Regions from separate parts of the Mus musculus genome. Here all the other regions are linked to region 7. Evidence: chromatin contacts called from public Hi-C, HiChIP or PLAC-seq, Micro-C and promoter capture Hi-C data. All regions are on one chromosome and are shown on one strand. Each heading gives the region's core, a stretch centred on a gene start, on an enhancer-like site or on the middle of the called end of the contact. The rest is flanking DNA. Distances are from core to core; before and after follow the strand shown. Region 1 overlaps Ncoa3 (nuclear receptor coactivator 3). Region 2 has its middle 27 kb from the start of Platr29. Region 3 holds the start of Ube2v1 (ubiquitin-conjugating enzyme E2 variant 1). Region 4 holds the start of Sulf2 (sulfatase 2). Region 5 overlaps Ncoa3 (nuclear receptor coactivator 3). Region 6 holds the start of Spata2 (spermatogenesis associated 2). Region 7 holds the start of Cse1l (chromosome segregation 1-like (S. cerevisiae)).

Region 1 (4,045 bases), core at 866-3,365, 840 kb before region 7:
GAGGTGCACAGTGCACCCGACATTTCCTTTGGAACATGCCATCTGTTGCCAAGTAGACCTGTTGAGGATCAGTGGTGAGTGACCACCTTTAGTGTCTAACTGGGGAGTGCACTCAGAGATGGAGATCTGCAGAGGTGCTTTTCCTGGCTGACCTATTATTACCTAAATCATCTCTTGCTATTCACAAATTATGGGAGAACAACAGATTTGTAAAGTTTTATTACACTTTATTTTGTGTGTGTCTGTGCAGATTGCATGCACATTACAGACATGGAGCTCAGAGGACCACCTCTGGGAGTCAACTGTCAGCATTTGTGGCAGAGGCATCGAGTGGCACTGAGTCATTTCACCAGTCCTAAAGTGTGTGTGTGTGTGTGTGTGTGTGTGTGTGTGTGTGTGTGTAAGTGTGTGTGTGTGTGTGTGTGTGTAAGTGTGTAAGTAAGGGTTCTTAGTGTATAGAGCTCTGGTTTTGAGCCAATAGTATCTTTTCAGGTATTAAACACATTATAGCTACCAAAAAGGCCGAGAGCGTACATGTATACATGCACTTAAAAGACCCTGCTATGCATGTGGAGTCAGAGGACCACTTCCAGGAGTTTATTATTCCACTGTGTGGGAGCCACGGATTGAACTCAGGCAGCAGGCACCTTTACTTGTTTAGCCACCTGGACAACCCATAATTTATGTCAGTTCCACTATATAGAGTTATTTATTATTAAACATTAAAATAATACACTGGTTTTCTTTTGTTTTTTTTTTTTTAAAGATTTATTTATTTATTATATCTAAGTACACTGTAGCTGTCCTCAGACACTCCAGAAGAGGGAGTCAGATTTCGTTACGGATGGTTGTGAGCCACCATGTGGTTGCTGGGATTTGAGCTCCTGACCTTTGGAAGAGCAGTCGGGCGCTCTTACCCACTGAGCCATCTCACCAGCCCTACACTGGTTTTCTTTTGATGTTTGAAAACCAGAGAATCTAATTACCTACATTCATTACTACATTTCAACCAAATCACCATTCATTTTCTCCCATCCTTTTGAGACTTGGTTGTCCCATTCTACAGACATGAGTTCTGAACTACACAGGAGTACACAAGACACAGTGCAGATGCAGCTTCAGGCATCTGGGTTCTGAGCCACCACCGGTCACATGTACTGATTTACATTTTTTCCCTTGTTTGCAGCATTTGCTTTTGGTTGCTTTCTCAGGTGTAGCTAACCATTCCTTTGTGTTTGATGTTTAAGGGACAAGCTTTGGAGTCCAAACAGGATGTTTTCCAAGGCCAAGAAGCAGCAGTAATGATGGATCAGAAGGCTGCACTATATGGACAGACATACCCAGCTCAGGGTCCTCCCCTTCAAGGAGGCTTTAACCTTCAGGGACAGTCACCATCGTTTAACTCTATGATGGGTCAGATTAGCCAGCAAGGCAGCTTTCCTCTGCAAGGCATGCATCCTAGAGCCGGCCTCGTGAGACCAAGGACCAACACCCCGAAGCAGCTGAGAATGCAGCTTCAGCAGAGGCTACAGGGCCAGCAGGTAAGACCGGGCTGTCAGGGGCTCTTAGGCTGTGCTCTCCGTGGCCCTTGCCACCGGCTCTCCACTCTTTGCTAACTAAAGGAATCCCTTTTGCTTTCACTTCTCTGTAAGATTTTGTTTATGCAGACAGTTCCTTGATAAGGAGTGTGTATTAAACTTGGGTATCTTTCTATATGTATATTCTTTGCTATAACATTAGCAGTGGCAAAATGGCTCAGTGGGTAAATGTACTTTCCAAGCAAGCCAGGCAAGCCAGTTTAATTCTTAGAGCCTTGCTTAGTGCATGCTGTTAATCCTAGCACTTGAGAGGCAGAAAGAAGCACAGGTCTCTGTGAGTTCCATGGGTCAGCCTGGTCTACAGAGTGAGTTCCAGGCCAGTTAGGACAGCACAGTGAGCTGTTTGACACAGGACAGGACAGCAGGAGGAGCAGTGTGTCTTGATGGCCCTTGGAAGGCATTTCCTCAGCTTTTTGTTTTAAAGACAAGATCTTGATGATTGTCTAGGGGACTTGTAACCACTTCTGTCTCAACCTCTCCTGCCGGGATTGCAGGCATGCAATGCGTTAAGCACCCCTGTTGACTCAGTATTTTAATGGAAATCACTTCTTGATGCACTTTGGGGCCGGAGGCATGCTCAGTGGTTAAGAACACTTGTTGCTCTTGCAGAGGACCCGTGTTCAGTTCCTGGCACCTACTGTGGGCAACTGACTGTCTAACCTCAGTTCTAGGGAATCCACACCCTCCTCTTTCCTTAATCTGCAGTTGCTTTAAAGCATATTTGTATGGTTGCACGGGCTGGTGAGTGCTTGTTACCAGGTGGCAGTGAGTCACCTGAGTAGGAGAGCCCAGGAAGCCAGAGCCAGGCTATGGCAGCCCCTGCAGCAGGCTCAGAACTGGGGAAGCTCTGTGCCTGTGCGCATGGTACTATTTTATAGCTTAGTCCTCCTTTCTATTAAGTGCTCACTAGTGTCTGATCAAGTCAGAGTAATTTTGATTGTCTGAGCAACAGTCCCTGGAGAAACTTGACACTGCATTCCTGCTGCAGTTGTTTAAGCCTCACACCGAGGCAGGGAATCGGCGCCAATGTCGCTGTCCAGGAACTCTGTCCTGCGAACTTTTTTTCTATTTTTTTTTTTTTTTTAAGGTTTCTTGTATTTTTAATAGTGTCTGTGCAGTTCGTGTTTGCGCGCGCACGCACGCACGCACGCACGCACGCATGCACGCCTGCAGAGGCCAGAGGTGTGAGGTGCACTAGAACTGGGGCAGTGGTGACTGAGCCACCATGTAGGTGCTGGGAAAGGAATCTGGTCCAGTGGATGGACTGTGCACGCTCTCAGCTGTAGAGCTGTCTTCCTTCTGCAGGATGTAAACGACGACGAACCAATTCAGTTTAAATGTGGCTCCCTAGCTTGGTGGGTCTGGAGAGATCTCACTGGGTGGGGGTAGTGTATAAAGCTGATTGGGGCTCACTAACACGCTCCACTTGACCTACTAACCCAACTCTGTTCAGTTTTTAAATCAGAGCCGGCAGGCACTTGAAATGAAAATGGAGAACCCTGCTGGCACTGCTGTGATGAGGCCCATGATGCCCCAGGTACGTTCCCTGCAGAGAAGGGGCCAGTCCAGGCGGGACCCACGCCCGGCCTGGCCTTAGCTATGCCTGTTAAATAATTCTGAAGTTTTTGTAAGAATTGGTTGTCACACTGTCTCTCTCTCTATATATATATATGTATGTATATATATGTGTGTGTGTGTGTGTATATATATATATATATATATATATATATATATATTAATGTTTATGAGTGTGTTATCTGCATGGATGTCTGTATCATGTGGAGGCCAGAAAAGGACATGAGATCTCCTGGACCTGGAGGTACAGATGGTTGTGAGCAGCCTTGTGGGTGTGGGAATTGAGCCATGTCTCCAGCTCCTGTACTTGGTCTTTCACTCTCACTCTGCTTTGTCTGTGATGAGGGGCTGGAGAGAAGTGGCTACTTGATTACAACCATCAGTAAACTCACCCAGATTGATTCCCTTTGTGATGAGCTGCTGTGTTGTAAGATAACTGCCTAGTGTTTTGGGATTCTGGGACTGCCTCTGACCCTGCACAGGAAGGACGCTCACTGGGCAGCGTTTGGAAGCCACGGGTGTAAAGAACCGCTTGTGTATACTACCCTTTAGTTACAGAGAGGGCACTCTGTTCTTTCTTGTCCATAGCTGGTGTATTGTGAGATGCTATGAAATGAAGTTAATTGTGTGTCTCTTGGCTACCAGCAGGCTTTCTTTAATGCCCAAATGGCTGCCCAGCAGAAACGAGAGCTGATGAGCCATCACCTGCAGCAGCAGAGGATGGCGATGATGATGTCACAACCACAGCCTCAGGCCTTCAGCCCACCTCCCAACGTCACCGCCTCCCCCAGCATGGACGGGGTTTTGGCAGGTTCAGCAATGCCGCAAGCCCCTCCACAACAGTTTCCATATCCAGCAAATTACGGTAAACC
Region 2 (3,878 bases), core at 1,234-3,733, 950 kb before region 7:
GAGTTCAGCCATGTAAGGAACTGTACACAGTGGTGTGTGTTTATAATCCCGGGGTTGGGGAGGTGAAGACAGGAGGATCCCCTGGAGTTTACTGACCAGGTAGTGAGGCCAAATTGGTGAGTTCCAGGTTCACCGGAAGACTATGTATAAAAAACAAACAAACAAATAAAGCTAAACATGATAGAGGAAGATGTTGGATACTGACCTCTGACCAAACACACACACACACACACACACACACACACACACACACACACACACACACACACATTCACTCACATGCACAGAGATCAAGGTTAGCCTCTCAGTGTTCTTCAAGCCAGTGGCTCTTGGAGTTATGGTCCTCTGTTGTCCTTAGCAGAGCTGGTGGCTGTACTTTCTTAGCCACCGGGGCCTCCAATTTAAAGCCTTTCTTTATATTCAGTCTACTTGCTCTCTCTGTGATCCAGGAAGGCTACCATTACATTTCCATAGAGGCTGTGGTAATTAATAGTGGTGGTAAGATTTAATGAAAGAGGGAATTAGGATCCAGCCCCTGGCTGCTTTCACAGAAGGCCACGCTAACAAGCACTAAAGGCCTGACAGGGAGCTGCTCTCTGCTCCAAGGAAGCCTCCCACCTACCCCACACCCTGACATCTCCCTGGAGACTGTTCTGTACAGCAAGTGCCTGCTCTCTCCCAGTGTTCGAGGCCTCTCGGGGATGCTCTGAGTACAAACCCTAGTAGTCCAAGTCCAAGACAGAGATTTACAGGAAGCAGGGCATATTTATCACCCCCAGCACTCAAAAGGCAGAGGCAAGGGGATTATCAAGAGGTTGAGGCTAGCCTGATCTACATGGAGTTTTAGACCAGCCAGCCAGGGTTTCATAGGGAGACTTTATGTCCAAAAACAAAACAAAAACAAATGAACAAAGCCCCGAAATGTCAAGTATGGGGTGAACACTTTTAATCCCAGTACTGGGGAGGCAAAAACAAGGGGAACCCTTTGAGTTCTAGGCCAGCCTAGCAAATTTCAGAACAACCTGGGCTTTGTCTATCATCTATTACATATATTACGATTATACTGGGTTCATGTAGATGAGACTAGCCTAGCACCCACCTGGAAATCATGACAACTCTCCTGCCTCGGCCTCCTAAGAACTGGGATACAGGCATGAGCCACCACACCTAGATACTATATGTGATGTATGATTGATTGATTGATTGATTGATTGATTTTTTGGTTTTTCGAGACCGGGTTTCTCTGTATAGCCCTGGCTGTCCTGGGCCTTACTTTGTAGACCAGGCTGGCCTGGAACTCAGAAATCCGCCTGCCTCTGCCTCCCGAGTGCTGGGATTAAAGACGTGCGCCACCACGCCCGGCCTGTGATGTATGATTTATGATTTGCATGTATATACACTGTACACACTGATACTTCACATGTGTATTTACTGCTTTATTACATATGTACATATGAACTCCATATATGATGCTTGCTATGTATAACATATCATGTGTCATATAGACAGTATTATTACTGTCCCACTTACTGATGGGAAATCTGAGGCACAAGAAGTTTAGTAACTTATTTAGAGTCACAAAGTCTGGCCAGTTAGCACAGTGCTAACTAACAGAGTCATCAAGCCACTAAATACCAGTTGACTTTGTCTTCGGGACTCCTTGGTTTTGGGAGCCATGGTTTCACCATGACAGGTTGATTGGGGAAACATCTGTTTGTCTCCCTCTGGTTTTTGTTTATTGGTTTGTTTGTTTGTTTGTTTGTTTTCCGAGACAGGGTTTCTCTGTGTAGCCCTGGCTGTCCTAGAACTCACTCTGTAGACCAGGCTTGCCTTGAACTCAGAAATCCACCTGCCTCTGCCTCCCAAGTGCTGGGATTAAAGGCGTGCGCCACAACACCTGGCTTGTCTCCCTCTGTTATTTCCTCCTTCCTAACACAGTACAAAACCTAGAACTGATTGACTATAAGCCCAGGACTCAACAGGTAGAGGTAGGAGGAGAGAGAGAGACTTTGTGAGCTGTGTCAGCCTCTGCTACATAGCAAGTTTGAAGCCAGCCTGGGCTACATAGTGAGAACACACACATACATACAGAACTCAGAGCTCCACTTTTAGGGACTCTGGGATCGAACTCGGGTTGGGCCAGCAGGGTTGTAAATGGGCACCTTTACCACTGAGCCATTTTGCTAGACCAAATTATCAATTTTACTATGCTTTCTAGTATCAAAACCAGGATCTCTCTCCCAACCGGCAGGAGCACTGCTCAGCCTCCGAGCCTTCACGGTTTTATTTTTCCGGTAACACTGAAGGGTCCTCATAGCTGTTACGGCCTCCTCAAGTCCTCTCCGTCGGAGAAACCCTGGGGTGGGCCTCCTGGCAGTTTGTTTTCTCTTCATCGCTGACAAGCAGGATCAGATCAGGCTGAACTTCCTGTGGAAGAATTCACAGAAGAGTTATTTATGGCTACTTCATCTTCCGGCGCCGAGACAGTGACCGGGGTTAAAGTTAGAGGGGTGCGGAAGTGGAGCACGGGGAGAAGAAGGCGCGGTCGGGGCGCAGCTGCTTAGATAAGCTGTTTAGATTGCACACTGAGTGGTATATATTTAACGCTTATTCTTTCACACTTTATTAATTTATCTGCTTGTGTTTTCGCACGCACACACTACAGTGTTCATGGAGCGCTCGGAAAACGCGTGGAAGTCAGTTCTCTCCTACAGTGTGGGTCCTAGGGACTGAACTCAGCCCGCCAGGTTCAGCAGCAAGAACTTTACACACTTAGCCATCTTCCTAGCCCAGTGCCTAATATTTTAAAATCTACTGGAGAAAGAGAGAAGAAAGAAAACTGTCTTCTTCCATTTGTTTTGAGAAAAGAGTCTCCTGTAGCCTAGATTCCTCTTAAACTCCCCATTCTGAGCTGAGGAAGGCCTTCGACTCAGACCCTCTTGCCTTTGCCGCCATGCCCTGAGCATGTTCTGTGACTCAAGCCTGTAATTATACCGTGGGGAAGGCAGAGATGGGCAAATCTCTTCGAAGTCAACGGGCCCTTTGGGTGGCTCACTCCAGCTCCAGTTCCAGGACTTCTGACACCTTCTGACCTTGCACAGGAAAGCACACATGTGCACAAACGCACAGCCACACATATGTACACATATGTACAGAGGAAGGCCAGGAAACCAAAGCCTCCTTCTCGGAGCCTTCCTTGACTCTCGGGACTCTTTCTTCTAACTTTTCTTTTTCTTTCTTTCTTTCTCTCTCTCTCTCTCTCTCTCTCTCTCTCTCTCTCTCTCTCTCTCTCTCTCTCTCTCTCTCTCCCTTCCTTCCTTCCTTCCTTCCTTTCTTTCTTTTCTTTTTTTTTTTTTTATTTTTGGCTTTTCCAGACAGGGTTTCTCTGTATAGCCCTGGCTGTCCTGGAACTCACGCTGTAGACCAGGCTGGCCTCGAACTCAGAAATCCGCCTGCCTCTGCCTCCCGAGTGCTGGGATTAAAGAGAAGCTTCTGAAGGTCCTGAGTTCAAATCCCAGCAACCATATGGTGGCTCACAGCCATCCGTAGCAAGATCTGACTCCCTCTTATGTAGTGTGTGAAGACAGCTACAGTGTACTTACATAGAATAAATAAATAATTTTTTTAAAAAGTAGCTTGGGCTGCAAAGTGAGATCAAGATAAAATTCAGAGTCATAGACACACAGGAGAGAGGCCTGGGGAAGACAGAGGAAAAGCCCTGGTGGGGGTGGGGTGAGGTTGAGGAATCAATACACCCAGCATTTCTAGCAAACCCCAGAGACAGAGGTGGGCTGGAGTACCTCTCCCCAGAGAGTTCGAAGCAACCCAGTTCTGCAGAAACCTTCATTTCTGTCTTTTGTCTTCAGAACGGCAAAAGG
Region 3 (3,840 bases), core at 504-3,003, 730 kb after region 7:
AGCTAGGGATGGAATCCAGGGCCTCCGACTTGCTGGTCAGATCACTCTAGCACTGAGCCTCACCCAGCCCAAACTCTTCTGGATTCTGTACACAGCAGCTGCTGCTGAGCTGCTGTTTCTATCTGCACTCCTGAGGCACGGGCAGGGCCTCAGAAGTTAGAAGTGGCTGTCAAACCGGATCCTGAGATGTCCTAAAGCAAGGACAAGCAGTGCTGACTGGTAGGGCCACCCCAGTACTGGCTGCCTGGCACCTCTCTGCGAGATACCCTGCATCCCACCCCAGTACAGCCTGTGGCAGACTGGGTCTTCCCAAGTGCCCACCGCCATGTGTTTGTCAGGAAATGGACTGACTTGGCTCCGCAGTCTTCTCCAGGACACACCAGGCACTGTGTGGTGGGTCACTGCAGGCAGCACCTCTCTGCTTCCCACCCCACAACATCTCCTCTGGTGGCCTCACAGCCCCAAAACACCAGTGCCTAGGCTGGTGGCCTGTCCTTACCCCTTGCTCACCTCCACCAACAGACTCCCGAGGATATAGCCCCACACCAGAAGGGAGCACCCACTCTCTCCTGAATCCTTCATTGGAAAAGCAGACTCCCATGCCTTCCCAGACCCCGGGGGATCTCCTTCACCAAACCCACTCCACCTTCTCTAGCCTGCCAGAGTCCATGGCTCATAATCAAGTACAGGTTGCCGGTTCTAAGGCAGCAGACCCTTCGGGTCTCCCCATCTGGCCTTCTCTTCTTAGCCCATCAGAGACCGACAAGAGCTTCTCCCCTAAGAGCATCCCCTTTACCCTCTTGCTATCCCTTCCATTTGATCCAAGGGCTCTCATTTCACTGCTCCTCTCCTACCCATCCAGATAATGGAGAGTTTCTGAGTTGAACCCACATATTTTCCCCCAATTCGCAGAAGGATTAGGAGTGACAGGCACTTCCTCCATCCGCTCCCCGCAGGAAGAGGTTTTTCTTCTCTAAAAGCAGCATCTGCGGGACTGCACCCCATCCCATTCTCCCCACTGCAGGAGCCTTCCCAATGGCGACACGCCCCAACAGACCCCACCCCACCCCCCGACACACACACCAGGGCTTCCTAGGCACCTGCTCGTGCCCATCCAACGCGGCGCTCGGCTCCCAGCGCGCCTTCTGAAACCTATCCCTGGTCTCTGCAACCCAGGCCTGCTCCCACGGCAGAACGCCCGGGCTCAGCCCGTGCAGGTGCCCGGATTTCCCTGGGAAGCGACCACCACGATGAGAGCAGCCCCGACCCTAAATTGACGCGGGGCCCCGGCGGCCTCGCCTGCGGCCCGCGAGGCTCCGTGCGTGTTCCCTAGGGTTGCGCCCGCGTACCCCCGCCGGGCATTCCCGGCTCCCAGTCGCCCGGGCCAGCTCCCAGCGGGACCTCGCCCGGGCATTCCCGAGCACACTCGGCCCCTCTGCCGGCCTCTCCCCCACCCCCCGCCCCCCGGAGGCGCCCGAGCCTCCGGCTTGGCCGCACCGCCCACGGCCCGGCTGCCCCCGCCCGGGCTTCCGGCCGCCGCCTGATGGTCCCAGGCCCGGCCGAGCAGCCAAACGCAGCCGCAGGGACAGCGCGGAGCCCTGTCCCGGCCACCATGGCCTCCGCTAGACCGGGACCAAGCCCAGGGAGCCCGCGCCCCGTCCGCCAGCACGCCCGGCGCCCCCGCTCACCCGAGCCTGTGGTGGCTGCCATCTTGCGTCGCTGTCGCTCGAAGGCCGGCCCCTTCTTCACCCCCCCTTGAGTTTTTCTCCGGGCGCTAGTGCGCAGGCGCAGGTGTAGGCGCAGCCGCAAACGGTGCCGCTGACGCCCGCTCGGGGTCGCAGGAGCCGGGCGGGAAGGGCTTTGCCCGAGTCTTCAGTGAGCGAGCATGAGGGCGGGGCAACCTGCAAGCCCCGCCCAGCCCGAGCGCGGGGGAGGCGTGCAGGTGCTCGGCTCGAGGGCCCCGGGGTGACCGTGCGCTTCCGGGAGAATAGAATGGGGGGGAAGGGCTGTGGAGCCCCGCGCCTGTTCCCAGGCTGTTTCCGTCCCCCTGTGTCCTCACCACGTAGCGAAAATGAAACCGCGAGAGATGAAGTTCAACTCAACTGCTAAGTAGCTGAGTCAGAATTTGACCCCAAGCCAGATGATCTTTGTTATGGGGTATATGGAGAAAAATAACACCGAAAGGCCTGAATGCGTCAAATTGTGGGCCAGTACAATCTTGTTTCCGGCACTGTTGCTGTTCTGGGGCCTGAAGCATGTAGGGACAAGGTGCAGCTAGGGGCTTGAGAACCACCAACCTTGAGACATGCATTCTGCTTGTTTGTTTGTTTGTTTGTTTGTTTAGGGGTTTTGTTCGAGACATGCTCTCAACTCAGCTGTCCAAGAGCCCACTATACAGAGGATGACCTTGGCTGTCTGATTCTTCGGCTTCTGCCTCATGCTGGGGTTGCAGGCTTGTGTTTTAGAGTTCTTCTTAGAGATGGAATTATGTGGGAGAACTGTGCTTGGTGCCGGACATGGCAATGTCTCCACGAAATGAGATTCTCTTCTCAATTGCTACATTCTAGTTGGACAGAGAACAAGTAAGCCAATATAAATAGATAAATATACATTTTACCTATGATAAGATAGGGGACAAACCTATAAAGGGCACCAGGAAGAATCAGAAAAGGCCTCCTGCAAAGGTCTGAAGACACTTGTCTGCATATAGAGTAAACCCATCACAAAGCCACCTTTGATGTGAAACCCTTAAGGGGACTTGGAAATCGAGGATGAAGTAGCCAGATAGGCTGCAGATTATACTGCTAAGAGGGACAGCAGAGGGGCAAGGAAGCTGGAGACATTCCTGGAACATTCCATTTGTCATCTGTTTGGTGTATTCTAGGTAGCTCCACTGCATTTCCTCTTGAGGAAGTACGTGGTAAGCTCAGAACTACCGTCCTGCAGAAGATGCACACCAGCCTAGGAGTCTGTCCCACAGAACAGAGGGAACCAGGTCTCTAGGTAAACTGGGAAGGGTGAGTGCACAATACACTGAGGCTCTGCTCCCGGGGCTGGGGCTATGCTGGGGGCCGTGACGTGTCTGTGGCCTTGTATTTATGAAGGCTTTCCCTGTTTCCCAATATTGTACCTGCTTGCCGAAGTGTCTGCAGGTTTGAGTCCACAATACTACGACAGCCTCACTCTAGCCTTGACCTTATGACACATGCAGGGCCTCTCTAGCGTGTCTCTGCCTCTTCTCGAGGCTGCTGGAACCTCACATGGTCTCCCTGTCCTCAGAGCCTTTGGGCTCTCCTATTGTAATCGTCTCTGGAGGCTCTTGAGATGCCAGGAGTTCCAGCTGCTTGCCATATAGCTTGCCTTTGCTTCACATGTCACATGACACAAAGCGTCCTTTGGACGCACAGACAACATTCGCTCCGGGTTTCGAGCCACTCTAAAGCACTGGGACCTAGAGCAAGCATTTGTCTCTGGAGGCTGACTCACTTCAGAAGTGAGAGTCTCTAGATTTGGGTCTTCATTGTGAATCTTTTTGGGTGGCTTCTGCTGAGAGGTTTGTAAAGATAGCACCCCTGTAATTGCAGCAGTAGGGAGGCTGAGGCTGGAGGCTGGAGAGTTGGGGCCTGCCTAGAATACATGGTCAAGACGCTGACTCTAACAACAAAGTACACCCCCAGAGGTTTGAAGCACCTAGTATCTGGTTCAACATTCTGAAAAGGGGCTAGTCTCACTCTATGCTTTGATAAATACCCTGGACGATGAGAGGATGCGGGTGCGGCAGGAAATCTGGCATTTGCTAAGCCACGTATAAATGCCAGGCACTGCTAAGAATGGTTCCAT
Region 4 (3,686 bases), core at 401-2,900, 750 kb before region 7:
GACAAGGCTCTCAGGGTCCCCTCCAGGCAGAGATCACTAAGCAGACCCATGGCCCCGCGGGTGGCTCCTTCCATCTGCCCACTTGGAGCCTCCTTTCGCCACCAGCCGCCCTCGCAGGGACTAACACTACCATCCGCGCTTCCCTGGGTGACACTCCGTGCCTGGTACACTCAGAGCGCCACAAATGCTTGTCGAATGAATGAATGAATGAACTACTACTCTCTAAACGAAGTCGCAGTCCCCGCTGCAGCGTCCCCTCCGGGCTTCTGGAGCCCGCGGCGGACGCAGGTCTGCAGGGCGATGGGTTCTGACCTGGCGCGGGAGAAGTTTTACGATTTCATTTGTCCTCCGTTCTGCGAGTTCCTAGTCCCTGCTTGCTCGGGTCCTGCCCGGACAAGCCACACGTGGTCTGGCTTCTAGCTGGCCCTCTGGATCTAAACCTCAAGGGGTCAACCGGGCCATGCTCCTGCAGCCCGCGGGTCCACGCGCCCTTCCCCGGGAACCACCGGGGCGCGGGAAGTCCTCCCCTAGCCGCCCAGCCTTGCAGACGGGGTCAAATCGGTCAGCCCCACTGAGGCCGGCCGGTACCTAAACCTCCGGGTAACACCCTCCCTGAGCCGGGCAGCGGGGACCGGCTGGGCTCACCTGAACCGTGCTCGCCCTGGAATCTGTGATCCGGGCCCGGCCCCGCGCCCCACTCACCGCGCGGCCCCCGCGGCCTCACCGCGTCTCTGCCGCAGCCGGGCCGGGCCGCGGGGCGTAGGGGACTCTGCCTTGCCGCTGCTCCAGCCGCCTCCGCGGCATCCCGGCTTCTGCTTCGCCCCGCCCGCCCCGGCCTCCGCGCGCGCCAGGACCCAGGACCCAGCCGCCTCCCGCCCCGCCGGGGACCCGGCGATTCAGCCATCGCTCCTCACCTCCGCCGCCGCGGCCGCCCCGCGCCCCGGCCCGAAGTCCCGGCGGCTCCCGGCCTGCTGCCTGCCGAGCCGGTGGCCGGCCGCGCTCCCGCCGCCGAGCGCGCACCCTCGCGGGCCCGGGGCGCACTCACCCGCACCCGCTCCCGCTCGCCCTGGGCGCGGAGTTGAGGCTGATGTGCGCTGAGCAGGGAGCTGCCGGCGAGCCGGGACCGCGCGTGCGTGTGTGCGCGCGTGTGTGCCACTCGGACCGGGGGCGCATCTCTTAGTCCACCAGACACCGGCGCGAAGTCGCGAGGGCCATGGATCAGGCCCCCGGGCTGGCGCGCAGAGAATCCAGCCTCTTTCCGCTTTTTCGTCCTCCTCCCTCCCAGCAGCGAGGAGCCAAGTGTTCCCTGAGGCGTGCGACAGCCCCGGCCCGGCGCTGCCCCTCGTAATGACACGTTAATAAATGTTTTCTTTTATCCGCTTTCACAGGGGCTCGCCCTGGTTTGCAAACACCCGGCAGCCTTAGCTGAAAGCCCCGCGCTCGCCTCTAAACACACACGCACACACTTGCCATTGGAGACGCCGGCTCGGGCCGATCCCCAAGCTAGATCGCGGGAGGAACTGCCCACGCGCCTGGGACCTTCCCACGCGTCTCCGAAGCTCTCTGAGAAATTAAGTTGAGCTCAAGCGAAAGCAGAAGCGTTGCCCAGACATGGGCCGGGAATGGGAAAGAAAGGGGAGGCCGGTTCCCTTGGTAAAGGGAGAACTCTGACTCCAGGTGGTGCTGTCTGCGCGGTTTCTGCCGTCCCCGAAGCCACCAGAGGCTTGAGGGGGCCCTGGCTGCCAAGGGTGGGTGAAGAGCCTCACAGAGCCCACCAGTAGCTTCAGAAAGTACAGCTGATGTGCTAGGGGGTTATCGACCCTGCGGTGGAACGGGGCGGGCCTCGGATGGAAACGTAACCCCTGAAAGTCTTCCAAGATGTTCATCCATTTATAGATACTGAAATCAAGACAGAGCCGTTAAGTTATTGGCCCAAGGTCAGATAGTTGGATCAGGATCTGAACCCAAGAAGCTGAGCTCCGGAGTTGTATCTGACCCCCCAGGCTGCGCTTATTTTCAAGATCCTCCTTCCCCTGGTGGGATTTTTCTAGTTTTCTGATGGATAGCGTTTGTCAAATTCACGTAGTAAAAATAACAGGGCACCGATGGAGATGCACTAAAATCACGTCCTCGCTGTTTATCTAAAATTCAAGCGGGTTGTCTGGACTGCGTGGGGGGCTCTCGACTCCGCCCATACAGTCGTTGTACTAACCCTGAACTTGCTTTCCTAAGCCGGGGGCAAGCCCCACCTTTGGCTAGTGTAGAGTCCTGGCTGGATACAGGATGTTAGGCGTGAGTATTCGCTTTCATGAACCCCCCCCCCCACCCTCCACCCCACCCCCAGGCATTCCAGTCTCAGTGCTGCATGAGAAGGGGCTGGGCCCCTGCAGCGCTGTTCATTGGATGCTTGGGGCAGAGGGCTCCCATCCTTGAGATTCTGAGAACTTCATTAGAAAGCACAAACACACAAACAAACATCAAATGTACAGTGCTGGTGCACGCCTGCAATCCCAGCTCTTGGGAGGCAAAGGCAGGAAAATAAAAAATTCAAGGTCACCCTTATCTACACACAGGGTGATTAAGACCAGTTGGAGGTCCAGGAGACCCTATTAAAACAAAACAAAACAAAACAAAACAAAACAAAAGGAAAAAAATCTCAGAAAATAAACCAATAAAACAGATAGAAAAGCAGGTGTAATCAGTTTCAACATCCCAGACATTTAATTGAATAATTAAATTGATTAATTTATATATCCTTATAGGGTCAACTCAGACAGTATTCTCGTGGCCCACATCTGTGATGCCTGCACTGGGAAGGCTGAGGCAGGAGGATCACCCAAAGTCAAACTTTCTATATAGTGATACTGTCTCAGAAGCACACGAAGCAACAACAATGTATACACTTGATCTTTTTGTATCCTTCTCTTTTTCTGCAACAGGTAACTTTACATGCTATACCCATCCTGGCTTGGGGTTCTCCTCCCAGGAAGAACAGCAGGTTCTGTGGCCAAATGGAGAGCTTTGCACCTGGTCATCACATGAAGTGTACATTCATAGTTTTTGGAGAACATGTATGCTCAGAGATGACAGAGGCTTGTACACAGCCCACAGGCTGCACCTGGCTTTGAACCACATGCCTTATTTCAGCAGTGACTTTCTAGCAGGTCTGCAGTGTCCTATTGCGGTCTGGGCAGGAAGGATGCAGAATGGAATCTGTGCCCTGTTTGCTCTGAGGTTCTAGAGAATGCTCTAGAAGTTGGGGATTTACATCAGAAAACACTAGGACCACACCCTTGCACTTCAGACTTGACTCTCTGTAGATGGGTGTGCCCAACAGAAATTCCAGGAAAGAGGGCAGTTCTCAGTCTCCCAGTTGGGACTGAGCGCTGGAGGAGGGTGGTATCATGTGATTTCTCTTATGTTTCTTTGTTGTAATGGAAATGGAAAGTGGTGGCAATGCCAGCACCTGACCACTTTTCTTCTTTACAGAGGAGGAGACAGAGCTTAGGGACAAGTGTGTGTGTGTGTGTACCTGGGTGTGTGATTCAGGGAATCATTAATCAGTTAAGACAATTGACTTCCCCCTAACTCCTAGTGCACACCTAACCCTGCTGGTCTGGGCCTCAGCCTGTTGCCTGGGCTCTTTCCAGGAAGATGAAAACGGCTGGCCCCACTCAAGAACTTCT
Region 5 (4,135 bases), core at 80-2,579, 880 kb before region 7:
CCTTTTGTACAAGTTAGGGTCACTGTGTACTTGCCAGTTCGGTTTACCTTGCTGTCTGGCATTATTTGTATCATTTTAAGTGGTTAATGGTTTTTGCACATTATCTGGGAGGACCTTTTAGATATAACGTTGACATGAACATTATGCTCATTGAATTACATTTCTATGTAAAAAATAGAGATATTTTTCATCTTTATGTACCAGGATCCCAGGAGCTTGCCAGTCTTTTTCTTGCCAAGATAACTGTGTGGAAATGGAACCCATTTGCTTCTTAGTAAATAAACATCCCCACCCTCTTTCTCCTCCCAGCCTCATGCCAGCCTTTGCCTGCAGCTGCAGTGGCAGGCATTGTTCAGGAAGTGACCTTGGCTCGAATTAATCAAATTCAGAACACATAGAAAAGATTCTTGCTAACATGCTGACTTGATATAGAATTTTGTCGCATCCATTTTCCTGTGCAATGAGGCCATCCTGTAAAAAGAGAAGATTCTTCAAATTAAACGTGCATGCACACGCTTCTGTAAGCCATGGCAAAAAGAACAAACTAGATGTATTTTAAAATTAGAATTATAGCCATAAAATTATATCATGGGGGTTTGGAAGTTATTATTAGAAAATTAATTCTATCTTTTTTTCAACTTGAAATTATAATATTGATTTTATTCATGGTCTGAAACATGTATATCAAGATGCACTATAGAGTTTCTGTGTAATGAAGACACTATGCTGTACTCTGGGCCTCTGGTTGCTGTATAGTAAGTGATGCATTATAATTTATTGGTTACCAATTGCATTTCAGAAATAGCTGGTATTTGATGATCTCACTTTGGACAGAACCTACTATCCTATACGGGATCGTTTTAGTAGCCGATGGCGGTGCCTATATGGGTCTCAAATCTAAACTTGTAAAACTGCTAATATTCAACCAGTTGGTATATGTTACCTAATCTATAAATTAGGATTTACTAGGTCATTTCCATAGGAGAGTTTGTACAGCTGTTTCCTCCTTGTCTTGTGGGCTTCAAGGAATGGTGTCTCACACTTGTAAGCCTAGGACTTTGAGGCTGGGGCAGGAGGATTGCTGCTTTTTCCACCATTTGGGACTTTAGAGAGAGATTGTCTTAAATTCCCTCCCATAACCATCCCTTTAAAAAAAAACACGCAAAAAAAAAAAAAAAAAAGAAAAAAAAAAACCAAAACCCCAAAGACCAAAACCGAAACAACCCCAAATTACCATGCTGGCTTCAAGCTCTCGGGCGTCAATGTCCTGCTTCCTTATTGCCCTGGGGAGGAGGAGAGAGAAGGGGAAATGGGGGCCGGGGTGGGATGTTGTTGTGCCTGCCCTGTCCTCTCCATCTTGGCCCTGCCCACTGTCAGCACAGAACTCTGAGAGCAGTGGTGATGGATCAGCGTATTGAGTTTTTGCATTTGTAGGACGTTTATATGAAAGAGCAATCAGGAGGCCAGCTCTGCTGAAAGGCTTTGCTTTCCAGTTTGTTCCAGGCGGAGGCTGCACTGGGTCCTGGGGGGTTGGCGAGAACATGAGGACACACATGGCCCCTGAGAAGCTCTAGCTGTATTTCTGTAGCCGCCTCTTGTGAAAAGAGTTGTATCAGTGACCTGAGGGAGTCAGAGCCTAAACACTTTAATTGACAGCCTTCATTATCGAGTCTCTTTTCAAAGCATTCACAGGGAACTAAACGGGTATCATCTCCTATCAGTTCTTTAGGTTGTTGGTAGAATTCAAGCGTCATGGAAGAAAATATTTTCCTAACATACCCCAATTATTTCTTTGTCTTTATATCATTATCAGTTGGTTTGTTGGATGCTCTAAGATAAAGAAACCTTGAATTGAAGGAGAAAGGGGATAATTATCAAATCATTTTTCTGCACAAATCAGTCACCTGAACTTAGGGTGTCCGCTGCCCCCTTTAAAAACAAACAAACAAACAAACAAACACCCCTTTTCTTCTTAAGAGAAGCCAGGAGGAACGGCAGCAGCAGTTCTGGTAGCCAGGGAGTTAACGCTCCTGCAGCCCGAGGGTCAGCACAGTCTCATTTGCTGATTGGCTGCTAAAAGGTGAAATTGAAACCACTGTAAACTTTTGACCCTGTAGCAGTTCCTGTGGAAAGCCTTCTACTGGTGGAGCCTGCTCACCTCCACCCCCACTCCCACCCCCTTTGCCTGTATTTATTTTGTGTGATCCTGCAGGACTTAGCTTTTCAGAGAGGGAGAGAGTGGGTGAGACAGAGGGAGAGAGGGAGAGAAGGAGGGAGGGAGGAGCTGTAGAGCAAGCAGCTGCAAGCAGCTTGCTGACAAGCCAGCTTCCTTTCTGTAACTAGGTCCTTACTAACTTAAGCTCAGCAAAGAGGTGAGGCCAGTTCATAGACTACTGCCACTAGGCTTCTGTGCTCTTTCCTTAGCTGCTCAGATGCAGAACGCTGTGCCCCGCAACTCAGTTCTCCTGAGGTAATGTCCCACTGTGTAAACTGGCTGGCCTGATGTTGGAATTAAAGGCATGTGCCAACACACCCAGCATTTTTTAAAAGTTTTATTTACCCCCCCCCTTTTTTTGGTCCCCCTCTGAGGCTACATGTAGTGTGTGTTTGAGAAAATGCATGGCATCACATCCGGCTGTGCTGAGCTAAAAACTTTCACTTTTAGTTACCTTCATTCATTTCGTTTATGTATCCTGTCTTTTAGATGCCCAACATTATATACGTATTATTGGAGTTGGATTAGTGGGTAAAGGAGTTTGCTGCCAAGGCTGGGCTGGGGCCCCATGGTGGCTGAGAGAATAAGTATCTGGAGGTTCTTTTCTGACTTCACCATTTCTGTGATGGGGCGCACACGAACAGGCACACTCACATACGAATGAATAAAAACATTCTCTAAACTGTCTGTTAATCCCATTTGCCTTTTTCGGGGGTGGGGTGGTCCTAAGATCGAACCCAGTTTTTTGTACATGTTGGCAAGCCCTCTATGTCTTCAAGTCACAATTTATTTTTGGGAGAGGACTTACCTATATAGCCCAGGCTTACCTATATAGCCCAGGCTTACCTATATAGCCCAGGCTTACCTATATAGCCCAGGCTGGCTTTGGACTAAGCCTTGGCCTTGGCAGTTTTTGGATTGCAGATGCTTGCCTCTTGCTTTTCAGTGTGAGGCGTTAACGGGCATTTTGATTGTAAATCTAGGTAATATGTGCAGAAATTGTCTGATTCCACTAGTTATTTTTGGCAGAGATAAGCAGCTGTGAATTTGTCTTAATTTCACATTTCTCCCTATCTATCTATCTATCTATCTATCTATCTATCTATCTATCTATCTATCTATGTATCTATCTATGTATCTATCTATGTATCTATCTACCTATCTATCTATCTTACATCTCGATTGCAGCCCCCTACCTCCTCCCAGTCCTTCCTCACATAGTTCTCCCATTCCCCTGCTTCCCCTTCTCTGATAAGGGAGAAGCCCCCCCCCCCCCCCCCATCCCTTGTTATCAACCCACCTTGGCACATCAGGTCACTGCAGGACTAGGCACATCTCCCATTGAGGCCAGACAAGGCAGCCCGGTTAGAGGAACGGGATCCACTGTTGGGCGACAGCCCCCACTGCAGTTGTTGGGGGACCTGTATGAAGACCAAGCTACACATCTGCCACATATATGTGCTGGGGTCCTAGGTCCAGCCCATGCATTCTCCCTAGTTGGTGGCTCAGTCTCTGGGAGACCCCAAGAGCCCTTAATGTCACATCTTAGTAGTCTTCAGGGTTGCCCATTGTGTGGTGTTGGTACCCCTTCCCCTGTTGCTCCTCCTGTCCACAGCACGGCGCTCATTAGATGCTCACTTCTGTGGCATTGTTGTTTTAGAAAGTTGTAGTGCCTGCTTGTACCTGCTTCTGATTACCCACGAGTAATAGTGGTACCATGACTTTTATAGTACTTGTTTTTATTATTTTGAATTATGTGTGTGTGTGTGTGTATCTGAATGTGAGCTGCAGTGCTACCTGAGGCCAGAGATGTAAGATAGGAGTCACAGGTGACTGTGAGTGGCCTGATGTGGGTATTGGGAAACAAGCTCAGATTGATTGATTGATTGATTTCTTTCTTTCTTTCTTTCTTTCTTTCTT
Region 6 (3,693 bases), core at 1,110-3,609, 590 kb after region 7:
CAGAACCCACATGGGGGCTTACAACAGCCTGTAACTCTAGCCCCAGGGAATCTGACACTCTTTTAGAGACTCACAGTCCAAACATGCATGAAAACAAAATACCCAATCACATAAAATAAAAATAATGAAAGAAAATTTAAAGTGGAAAGATTAAGAGAAAGTCATGCAATCTCTGGCTTCCTCTTTGGCTAGATGCACAGGTGTGAACACCAGAAAACAACCACACAAAGCGGGGTAAGAGAATGAAACAGTGAACAAGGGCCTACTACGTTCCAAGTGGCACGACAGGCTCCCCAGTTTAATCACATCTGCCACTGCATCCTTGAAGCAATTGGGGAAACAGAGGCTCAGCTGCAATCAATGTCTCTGGCAGAGCCAAAAGGGCCAACAGGCCCCAAGAACTGACTTCCTCTCATTCAGCTCACTTGTTTCTGGCTACAATTGGTACCAATTACAAAGGGGTCACCACAAGCAGGCCCCGTGCCAGCTGCTCAAAAATCAGTAAGATCCATAGGATGACTCTAATATTTCAGAAGAAACTGAAGTCACAGGGCCAAGAAGGAGCGGATCTGAGACCTGGATTTGAATCTAACCCTAGGCAAAAGCCATCTTCTTGCTGCATCTTCTGGACTGGGCTCCTTGAGAGGCTTGGTCAGTCAAAACGCCCTATGGCTGGGAAGCAAAGTCTGGTAGTAGCAAAACTGCCATCTTCCCACACCAATCTCTTTGTGATGTAAGCTCAAAAGCCCAGGAGAAAGGCTGGCCAGAGACCAGCCAGCAGTGAGGCAGTTACATCATCCCTGCTGAATAAGAATACAGGCTGCCTTGTGGCTGGCCCTAACTGCTGTCTTTTCTGAGCACAGAGCCAGCAATTTATTCCCAACACTCTAGAAAACACAACAAAAAACACGTTCTTTGCTAAACACAGCCTGGTTACTGGAGAGCAAGACAGCCCAGAGACAGAAGCTGTTAATTTCTCCAAGCAACCCAATGACTGGAATGCCAAGCCATACCAGGCTGGCAGGGGGAAAAAAATAAAGCTCTGTGAATATCCGGAACACATAAGCAGAAGGATGCTTAGTGCCATCGGCTCTGGGTGGCACCTCCTGCACTTATCTGGGCCCCTTTGTAAAGCAATTCAGTGAAGACGAGGCTGGCGCACAGTCGCCAGGACCCAGTGTGGAAAGCTGAACGCATTTAAAATTCAGCTAAACAGAACCAAAATAATCCGGGAAGGAGAGCAATGGTTCACCTTTATCTTTGCTGGCCCACTCAAGAAAAATAAGCCCCGTGGCAACGCTGAAATGCATTCCCTCTCTATACTGGCACATGCTATTTGGGTCCCAGTTCTCCAACTACATGTTTACACATCCCTGATCCAGCTTCAGTCTCCACACAGGATCAGGGATGTGGCTCTACCACCGTTCCCTCCTCCCAACCTCTATGCATTCATTCTAAGCAAGAGGCTCCCAGATCCACCCCTGGCATCTCCTACTGGCTGTAAAACAATACAAGGGCCCTACACCCCTACTAGCCTACAGAAACACTGCCACCGGGGCCTTCCAAAGCTCTGAAAACAACCTTGGCTGTGCTGGAGCCTGGCTTCCCTCCCCGGAGAGCCTCTCTCGGTTCTGAAGGGAGCCAAGTCCCCTCTCTACAGGGAATGTAAACCTGTGGCGGCTACTCCAAGCTCTGCGAGCCGTCTTCCTCTGACCGACATGGCAGCGGGGAAAACGCCCAAGCTCAAAGGAAGGAGTTCCCACTGGTGGTGTCTTTTGTCGGTGGTGCTGGGGACTAGGGTCAGAACCCAGGGCATCGCACAAACTGGGCAAGCTCTCGCAAACGCCCCTCCGTCTGTCACTGAAATACCGGGACCTGTCATAACATCGCTGCTGCACCCCGACACCGTGCAACACCCGGGTCCTCTTTCCACGCCCACCGCGGGCCCGGAAGGCCGCCGCGTCCCTCCTCCATAGACCGGGAGACCAAGGATCCCGAAGCAGAGCGACTCAGCCAAGGTCACTCGGTAAATCCAAAGCTAGATCAGCCTCCCCTCCCTACTGAGAGCCATAGCGCGGTGCCTGCCCCCGGGGGCGCCGGGGGCGCCGGGGGCGCGTGTGCCATCACCGGGGAGCCAGTGCTGCGACCAGCCGCCCGGAGCCGCCGCGGCCGCGGGACAGAGCCGAGGGCCTGGCCGGTGACAGCGCGCGCAGGGGTCCACCCTCCTGCCCCACCCGCACTCACCCACCGCTGCCTGCCAGGAAAGCGAGCGCCTCCAAAGCACAGGCCCACACGGCCCGGCCGCTCCCGCCGGCTCCGGGAACCGAGAACAGTACCGGGGGCAAAAGCAGCCCGGAAGTATTTGTTCCGGAAGTGACGCACGAAGGCGGGCCCTGAGGAAGGCTGGATCGCGGCTGCGCGCTGGGCCCAGGCGTGAGCGGCGGAAGCCTGTGGCGAGCTGGTGTACGCGAGGAACGGAGAGGCGGCGGCAGTAGGCGGAGGGCAAGCGCTTCTCCGTAGAACCGGACCTCACTCCTAGGGACCGCGGGGAGGCACGAGCGGAACCCGGAAGCAAATTAACTGGAAGTGACGCGCGGAGCTTCACCGACGCTGGCTGGCCGGGTTGTCATGGAAACAGGTTGCTGAGCGAGCGGGGAGATTGGTTTTTGTTTTCTTGGGGTTTTTTTTCACCTCATCAACTTCCCCTTGGTCAGGACAGTGCTGGAGAGCCCGGACTGACAGGAAGACCTGCGATCCCATTTCAATGAAGGAACGACGGAGGTCATGCGAGACTGGAGAGGGCCTTGGGTGTTACTGCTGGCTATGGAGGTTAAGGATGCCGGTGGGGTGGGGTGGCGGGGTCAAAAAGGCTTAGGAGAGGGCTCTGCAGTTTGCACTTGTTGCTTGCAGAGTACCTGGGTTCCGTTCCCAGCACCCACGTGGCGGGTTACAACCATCCATTAACACCAGTACCAGCGGATCTGACCTCTCACCTCCACGGTTATCTGGCATGTACGTGATGCACATAGGTAGATTCAGGCAACATGCTCATATAGGTAAAAGGAAATTGCTACATAGGGAAACTCTTTCTCAAGTAATAACTGGGCATTATTATTATTAATGGAAATAGTAGATTCCTATTAATTCATAGACGACCTCACTGTGTGGTTCTGTAATCCTAACTATTTGGAAAGCTGAGTCAGGAGGAGTGTGAGTTTAAAGCTAGGGTGAGTAACTTATCGAGCTCCTCCCTCAAAAAAATAAATAAATAAATAAAAGGTTGGAGCTGCAGCCCAGTCCTAGAACCCTTGTCTAGATTGTGTGTATTTCCTGGGTTCCATTCCAAACAAGGAAAAAAAGAGGGTGGGGAGACACCCAGTGTGGACTTAACTGGCTACTAGCAGTGTGTCCTTGATCTTGCCACTTAGTCTCTGACCTGCATCATAATACCTGCTAAAAGCAATAGCAACAACAACAATAATAATACCAGCTCCCTGGTGAGATGTAGCCAGAATGAATTACATAGAAACTGCTAGCCAGGCAGTGGTGGTGCATGCCTTTAATCCCAGCACTTGGGAGGCAGAGGCAGGCAGATCTCTGAGTTCGAGGCCAGCCTGGTCTACAGAGTGAGTTCCAGGACAGCCACGGCTATACAGAGAAACCCTGTCTCAAAAAAACCAAAAAGAAAAAAAA
Region 7 (3,930 bases), core at 491-2,990:
TCAAACAAAAAACCCCAGAACATCTTTACTGAGCAGCTGGGGTGTGCTGAGTGTTGGAGGCACGGCTATAAAGAAGAGCAGTAAGACTTAAGCTCTTGTGTAGAAGAAACACAAGAAACTCACACGCCTTGCAGACAGCATGAGGAGGAGGGCTGAGGGTAGAAGCACTTGCTGCCAAGACTGAGGGCCAGGGTTCAATCCCTGGGACCCACAAGCTGGTGAGACCTGACCTCACACAGCTACCATGGCACCCACGCACCCCTCCTGTTACATAAATTAACTCAGGATGATAGAATGAAGTCAAGCCAACCAGGTAAGATACAGAAAACCCAGTTTAGGGCTGGCGAGATGGCTCAGTGGTTAAGAGCACCGGCTGCTCTTCTGAAGGTCCTGAGTTCAAATCCCAGCAACCACATGGTGGCTCACAACCATCCGTAATGAAATCTGATGCCCTCTTCTGGAGTGTCTGAAGACAGCTACAGTGTACTTACATATAACAAATAAATAAATCTTAAAAAAAAAAACAGTTTAATGAGAACCTTACATAAACAATGCATGCTTTTGAGGGTAAGCGTTCCCATGAAGTATCGATTATGAAAATGAGTGTTTGTGACCTGGAATTCATGGCAAGCTAGGCAGCCTGTCCTTTACTGGCTAAAACGCAAAGTGAGCCAGCTACTCCTGGACCCAGAGACAGGAAGGAACACATATCAGTGCAGTAAAGTGGGGTAAGCTTGTAGCAGAGAGGAACAGAGAAGGCAAGCTAAGCTGGCTTCTTCAGCCCGGTCTTACTACAGAACACTAGGCTTCAGTCTTGATCAAAAACCTGCTTCTAGACCTTCACCTTTCTTTGCTTGCGAGGCGTACAGTCACACAACTGTCTCCTGGCTTTTGAAAAGATAAGATTTCTCTTGTTCAAGGGTCAAATGAACATCCCAGTTACCTTTAAGTTGCCACCAACTACATCGTCGTCTGAAAAAAAAAATTTTTTTTTGAGAAAGGATCTCACTGTGTAGCTATGCCTGGCCTCTGTGTAGACCATGCTGGGCTTAAATAAATGGCGATTGTCTTGCTTCTGCCTCCCAAGTGCCAAGTGGTAACAAGCATGAGCCATCGCCTTCAGCTTCTGAAATCATGTGTGTGTGAGTGAATGAATGTGGGTGTCTTCATCCATTGCTCTCTTAGTTTTCAAGGCTGGATCTCTTATGGAAACAGAAGCTCACCAATTAGCTAGACAGGCCGGCCAGTAAGCCCCAGCGATCTTCCTGTGTCTGCCTCCCCAGGTACGGAATTGTAGTCAGGCTGGCTTTTATGTGGGTGCTGGGGATTCGAACTCCCGTCTTCTTCCTTGCGCAGCTATCACTTGCTTAACCAAGCGTGCTATCCCCTAGCTTGAAATTCTTACTCATTCGTTTATTCTATTTGTCCTAGAACAGACGCTCTGCTCTGTCCCTTCGCTCAGGCGTGAACGAGCACGTTCCATCCAACAGTTAGAAGCCACTAGGAGCCACTCGCAGAACCTGCTAGGGTCTGAGGAAAGAAACCCAAAACAGAAGCCTGCGTCAAAAGGCACGGTCTCTTGTGACGTCACCGCAGACCCGAGCAATGGTTCCGATTGGCCCTCGCAGCCGGGGTGGGGCCAAAGCATTCCTGGCTCCACCCCGCGTCCCGGTCTCACTCGCACATGCGCAGTGGCCGCCACCTTAGCCGCCGCGCCATTTTGCCAGGGTTTGAATGTGAGGCGGAGCAGCGGCTGGAGTGGGGTAGTGTCGGCTGCAGCTCTCGCTTGGGATTCCCTCCTCGGTCTCGGCGTCCCCACGAGGTGAGGCATGGAGCGAGCAGGGTGGCCGCGGGGACGCGGCTGAGGGAGGGGCCGATCGCTGGGAGGTGGATCTGGGCCTCAGCCCGAGGACGCGCGCCTGGTCTTCCCCGCACGCCGCCTCTGGGTCGGGCCTGACCGCTCCGGGAAGCTGGGGCAGCTTGGGGCTCGGCCTCACGCGAGCTTCTCGAGCTCCCGCCCCTTCCCTTCCAGCGTTGCTGGGATTGGTCGCGCCGCCGCGTAGGCGTCCGCGGATTGGTCAAGCCCGCGCGTCCGTTCTCGGCGCGCCGGGGCCCGCAGCGTGAGCGCTGTTCCGCGCCGAGGCCTGACCTGGCCGAGCCGGTCTGGGTCCCTGGTTCTAAAAGAGGCCGGAGATCGCCCACTCTGACTTCGCGGGGCTTTGGCCTCCGCCAGAGTGGACTTGGCCCTCGGGTTTCAGCTGGCTGTGACGTTCGTGTCCCTAGGACCTAAGGAACCTACAGGCGAATGGTGTTCCCCTGCCTGGGGCTCGCCGGCTTTCCAGTTAGATAATCTGTCCCCACGCACACTCCGTCTTTCCCTAGGAGTGTAATTCAGAGCTAGTCCTTGCCTCTCTACGAATTTCCTAGTTTTTAAATAATTAGGTGATGCTGGGCGTGGAAACCGTGCTCCCTCACGTGTTGAACAATCTCTTCCACTGAAATGGCATTTTTACCCTCTCCTCAAACTTACGATTCTTCACTTGCATATTCGGTTAAGTGGCTTGAAGGTTCCGCTGACTGCAGGCTGTGTTTCCCAGAGGGCTCGCCTGAACTGCTGACCATGGCCATTCGTCTCTCCATAAGCACTGTCGCCTCCATGACCGGCTCTTTTAAGTATTCATAGTCCCGTCCTGTATGCTAAGTCCCCAGCTTTCGTGATGTTAGAAGCAGCTGACCTCAGATCTTGGCGGGGCTGCCTCCCTCCCTGCCTTTCAAGTTCCCTTCTTAGGGAGGAGTTCTCAGTTCTCACTGCGATGGCCACATCACCCACGTTTATGTGTCCTGTAGCATTGACCTTATATGTAGTAACTACTGCTTGTTTCTCACGGTTCTCATCTGCTCTGAGTTATCTTTAAGGATAACTTTTTATTGCTGGGTCCCATGTATGAGAGCCACATGGTGAATGCTCTGTTATTTTATGAAGACATGGAAGGTATCTGTCTGTCTGTCTATCTATTTATTTTGGATAAAGGGTCTTTCATAGCCCAGGCTAGACTTAGAGCGTTATCTTTCTACAAGTGTAGGCTACCACACTCAACTCTTCTTCACTTTTCCATTTGTGCAAAGGAATTTTCTCCCCTCTGGCTGTTTGGTGTTCTAGTTGGGCTTTGGGAAGCCAGTCTCTAGACAGGAATTGGTTGAGAGAGCAGTGCTTTTAACTGTGGAATTGATTTATTGCCTTATTTGTTTAATATCTCATTCTATGAAACCCTGGGAATATAGTGAAGAATCACAAGTGGACAAGGTGTCTCTCTTTAGGGAGCTCACGTTCTAATTGGAGGAGTCCGTGAGTGAGTTCAGGTATTTCAGGTCGTGACAGAGGTGACAGGTGAAGAGGTGGCGTTTGAGCAGAGACTAACCAGGGAAAGGTGAGGTGAACAAGAAACAAAAACTCAAGGACAGAAACTCACTTGGAATTCGGGGCGTCTTAGGAAAATCCAAGTCAAGTGGTGGGAAGAAGAGCTGGTGCAGGACTTTGTGGCCGTGTAAGTTTGGGTTTGATACAGAGTGGAAGCAGAGAAATGATGTAGGGACTCAGGTTACTGCCCAGACTCCTGTTGTCTTGAAGTGTGCTTAGTAACTGTTCTTTTTTTTTTTTTTTTTTTTTTTTTTTTTTTTGTGGTGTATGGGGGATATAACTCCCCCCTTTTTTTTTTTTTTTTTTTTTTTTTTTGATTTATTTTATTATTATATGTAACTACACTGTAGCTGTCTTCAGACACACCAGAAGAGGGAGTCAGATCTTGTTACGGATGGTTGTGAGCCACCATGTGGTTGCTGGGATTTGAACTCTGGACCTTCGGAAGAACAGTCGGGTGCTCTTACCCACTGAGCCATCTCACCAGCCCCAGTAACTGTTCTTTTAAAAAA

What was found. Promoter capture Hi-C pulls out the DNA fragments that hold promoters and counts their contacts. Hi-C and Micro-C count contacts between places; a contact is called where the count stands out from the background. HiChIP or PLAC-seq counts read pairs in DNA pulled down with a chosen protein or histone mark.
Region 1: a promoter capture Hi-C map of stem cell-derived epiblast-like cells shows a contact between it and region 7, with 4 times the contacts expected there. The contact joins the enhancer-like site here to the promoter of Cse1l in region 7. A contact is called at or near these places in 9 of 39 promoter capture datasets (3T3-L1-derived adipocytes, the HPC-7 cell line, cranial neural crest and 6 more), 3 of 115 datasets of contacts at active chromatin or transcription factors (astrocytes, embryonic forebrain and large pre-B cells) and 1 of 9 other capture datasets (embryonic stem cells).
Region 2: a contact with region 7 is called in a Hi-C map of B cells, with 9 read pairs. The contact joins the enhancer-like site here to the promoter of Cse1l in region 7. A contact is called at or near these places in 1 of 39 promoter capture datasets (embryonic stem cells), 1 of 484 Hi-C or Micro-C datasets (B cells) and 1 of 9 other capture datasets (macrophages).
Region 3: a Micro-C map of embryonic stem cells shows a contact between it and region 7, with 4 times the contacts expected there. The contact joins the promoter of Ube2v1 here to the promoter of Cse1l in region 7. A contact is called at or near these places in 2 of 39 promoter capture datasets (erythroid cells and liver) and 3 of 484 Hi-C or Micro-C datasets (CD4 T cells, embryonic stem cells and myocytes).
Region 4: a contact with region 7 is called in a promoter capture Hi-C map of embryonic stem cells, with 3 times the contacts expected there. The contact joins the promoter of Sulf2 here to the promoter of Cse1l in region 7. A contact is called at or near these places in 2 of 39 promoter capture datasets (embryonic stem cells and stem cell-derived epiblast-like cells), 6 of 115 datasets of contacts at active chromatin or transcription factors (astrocytes, bone marrow-derived macrophages, embryonic stem cells and 1 more) and 1 of 9 other capture datasets (liver).
Region 5: a contact with region 7 is called in an H3K27ac HiChIP or PLAC-seq map of microglia, with 10 times the contacts expected there. The contact joins the enhancer-like site here to the promoter of Cse1l in region 7. A contact is called at or near these places in 3 of 39 promoter capture datasets (cranial neural crest, liver and pre-B cells) and 4 of 115 datasets of contacts at active chromatin or transcription factors (astrocytes, embryonic stem cells, microglia and 1 more).
Region 6: a contact with region 7 is called in a promoter capture Hi-C map of liver, with 4 times the contacts expected there. The contact joins the promoter of Spata2 here to the promoter of Cse1l in region 7. A contact is called at or near these places in 4 of 39 promoter capture datasets (frontonasal cranial neural crest, liver and pre-B cells) and 2 of 115 datasets of contacts at active chromatin or transcription factors (microglia and pancreatic cancer cells).

What each region holds. Positions count from the first base shown.
Region 1 is chr2:166,064,511-166,068,555 of GRCm38.p6, forward strand. It overlaps Ncoa3 (nuclear receptor coactivator 3), which reads left to right. Exons shown (of 23, transcript NM_008679.3): 18 at 1,248-1,541; 19 at 3,052-3,135; 20 at 3,819-4,038. Among named protein-coding and RNA genes, the nearest start is that of Gm52534, 54 kb to the right of the region's middle. Within about 2 kb of position 2,116, at least 5 of the 459 cell types and tissues checked have an H3K27ac peak or open chromatin away from gene starts, as enhancers often do. A contact at or near this core is called in embryonic stem cells and stem cell-derived epiblast-like cells, where this site is marked.
Region 2 is chr2:165,952,543-165,956,420 of GRCm38.p6, forward strand. No RefSeq gene overlaps it. Among named protein-coding and RNA genes, the nearest start is that of Platr29, 27 kb to the right of the region's middle. Within about 2 kb of position 2,484, at least 133 of the 459 cell types and tissues checked have an H3K27ac peak or open chromatin away from gene starts, as enhancers often do. A contact at or near this core is called in B cells and macrophages, where this site is marked.
Region 3 is chr2:167,630,252-167,634,091 of GRCm38.p6, forward strand. It overlaps Ube2v1 (ubiquitin-conjugating enzyme E2 variant 1), which reads right to left and starts at 1,754. Exons shown (of 4, transcript NM_023230.2): 1 at 1,689-1,754. The coding sequence starts at 1,710. It overlaps Gm31852 (a long non-coding RNA gene), which reads left to right and starts at 2,223. Exons shown (of 3, transcript XR_375265.4): 1 at 2,223-2,582; 2 at 2,885-3,003.
Region 4 is chr2:166,154,033-166,157,718 of GRCm38.p6, forward strand. It overlaps Sulf2 (sulfatase 2), which reads right to left and starts at 1,651. Exons shown (of 21, transcript NM_028072.5): 1 at 1,471-1,651.
Region 5 is chr2:166,029,127-166,033,261 of GRCm38.p6, forward strand. All of the region lies in intron 1 of Ncoa3 (nuclear receptor coactivator 3), which reads left to right. Among named protein-coding and RNA genes, the nearest start is that of Ncoa3, 39 kb to the left of the region's middle. Within about 2 kb of position 1,330, at least 243 of the 459 cell types and tissues checked have an H3K27ac peak or open chromatin away from gene starts, as enhancers often do. A contact at or near this core is called in astrocytes, liver, microglia and 2 more, where this site is marked.
Region 6 is chr2:167,490,515-167,494,207 of GRCm38.p6, forward strand. Spata2 (spermatogenesis associated 2) reads right to left here and starts at 2,360. Exons shown (of 3, transcript NM_170756.2): 1 at 2,245-2,360. It also overlaps a transcript of Rnf114 not described here.
Region 7 is chr2:166,904,356-166,908,285 of GRCm38.p6, forward strand. Cse1l (chromosome segregation 1-like (S. cerevisiae)) reads left to right here and starts at 1,741. Exons shown (of 25, transcript NM_023565.3): 1 at 1,741-1,822. Gm31204 (a long non-coding RNA gene) reads right to left here and starts at 2,939. Exons shown (of 3, transcript XR_866966.3): 1 at 1,224-2,939.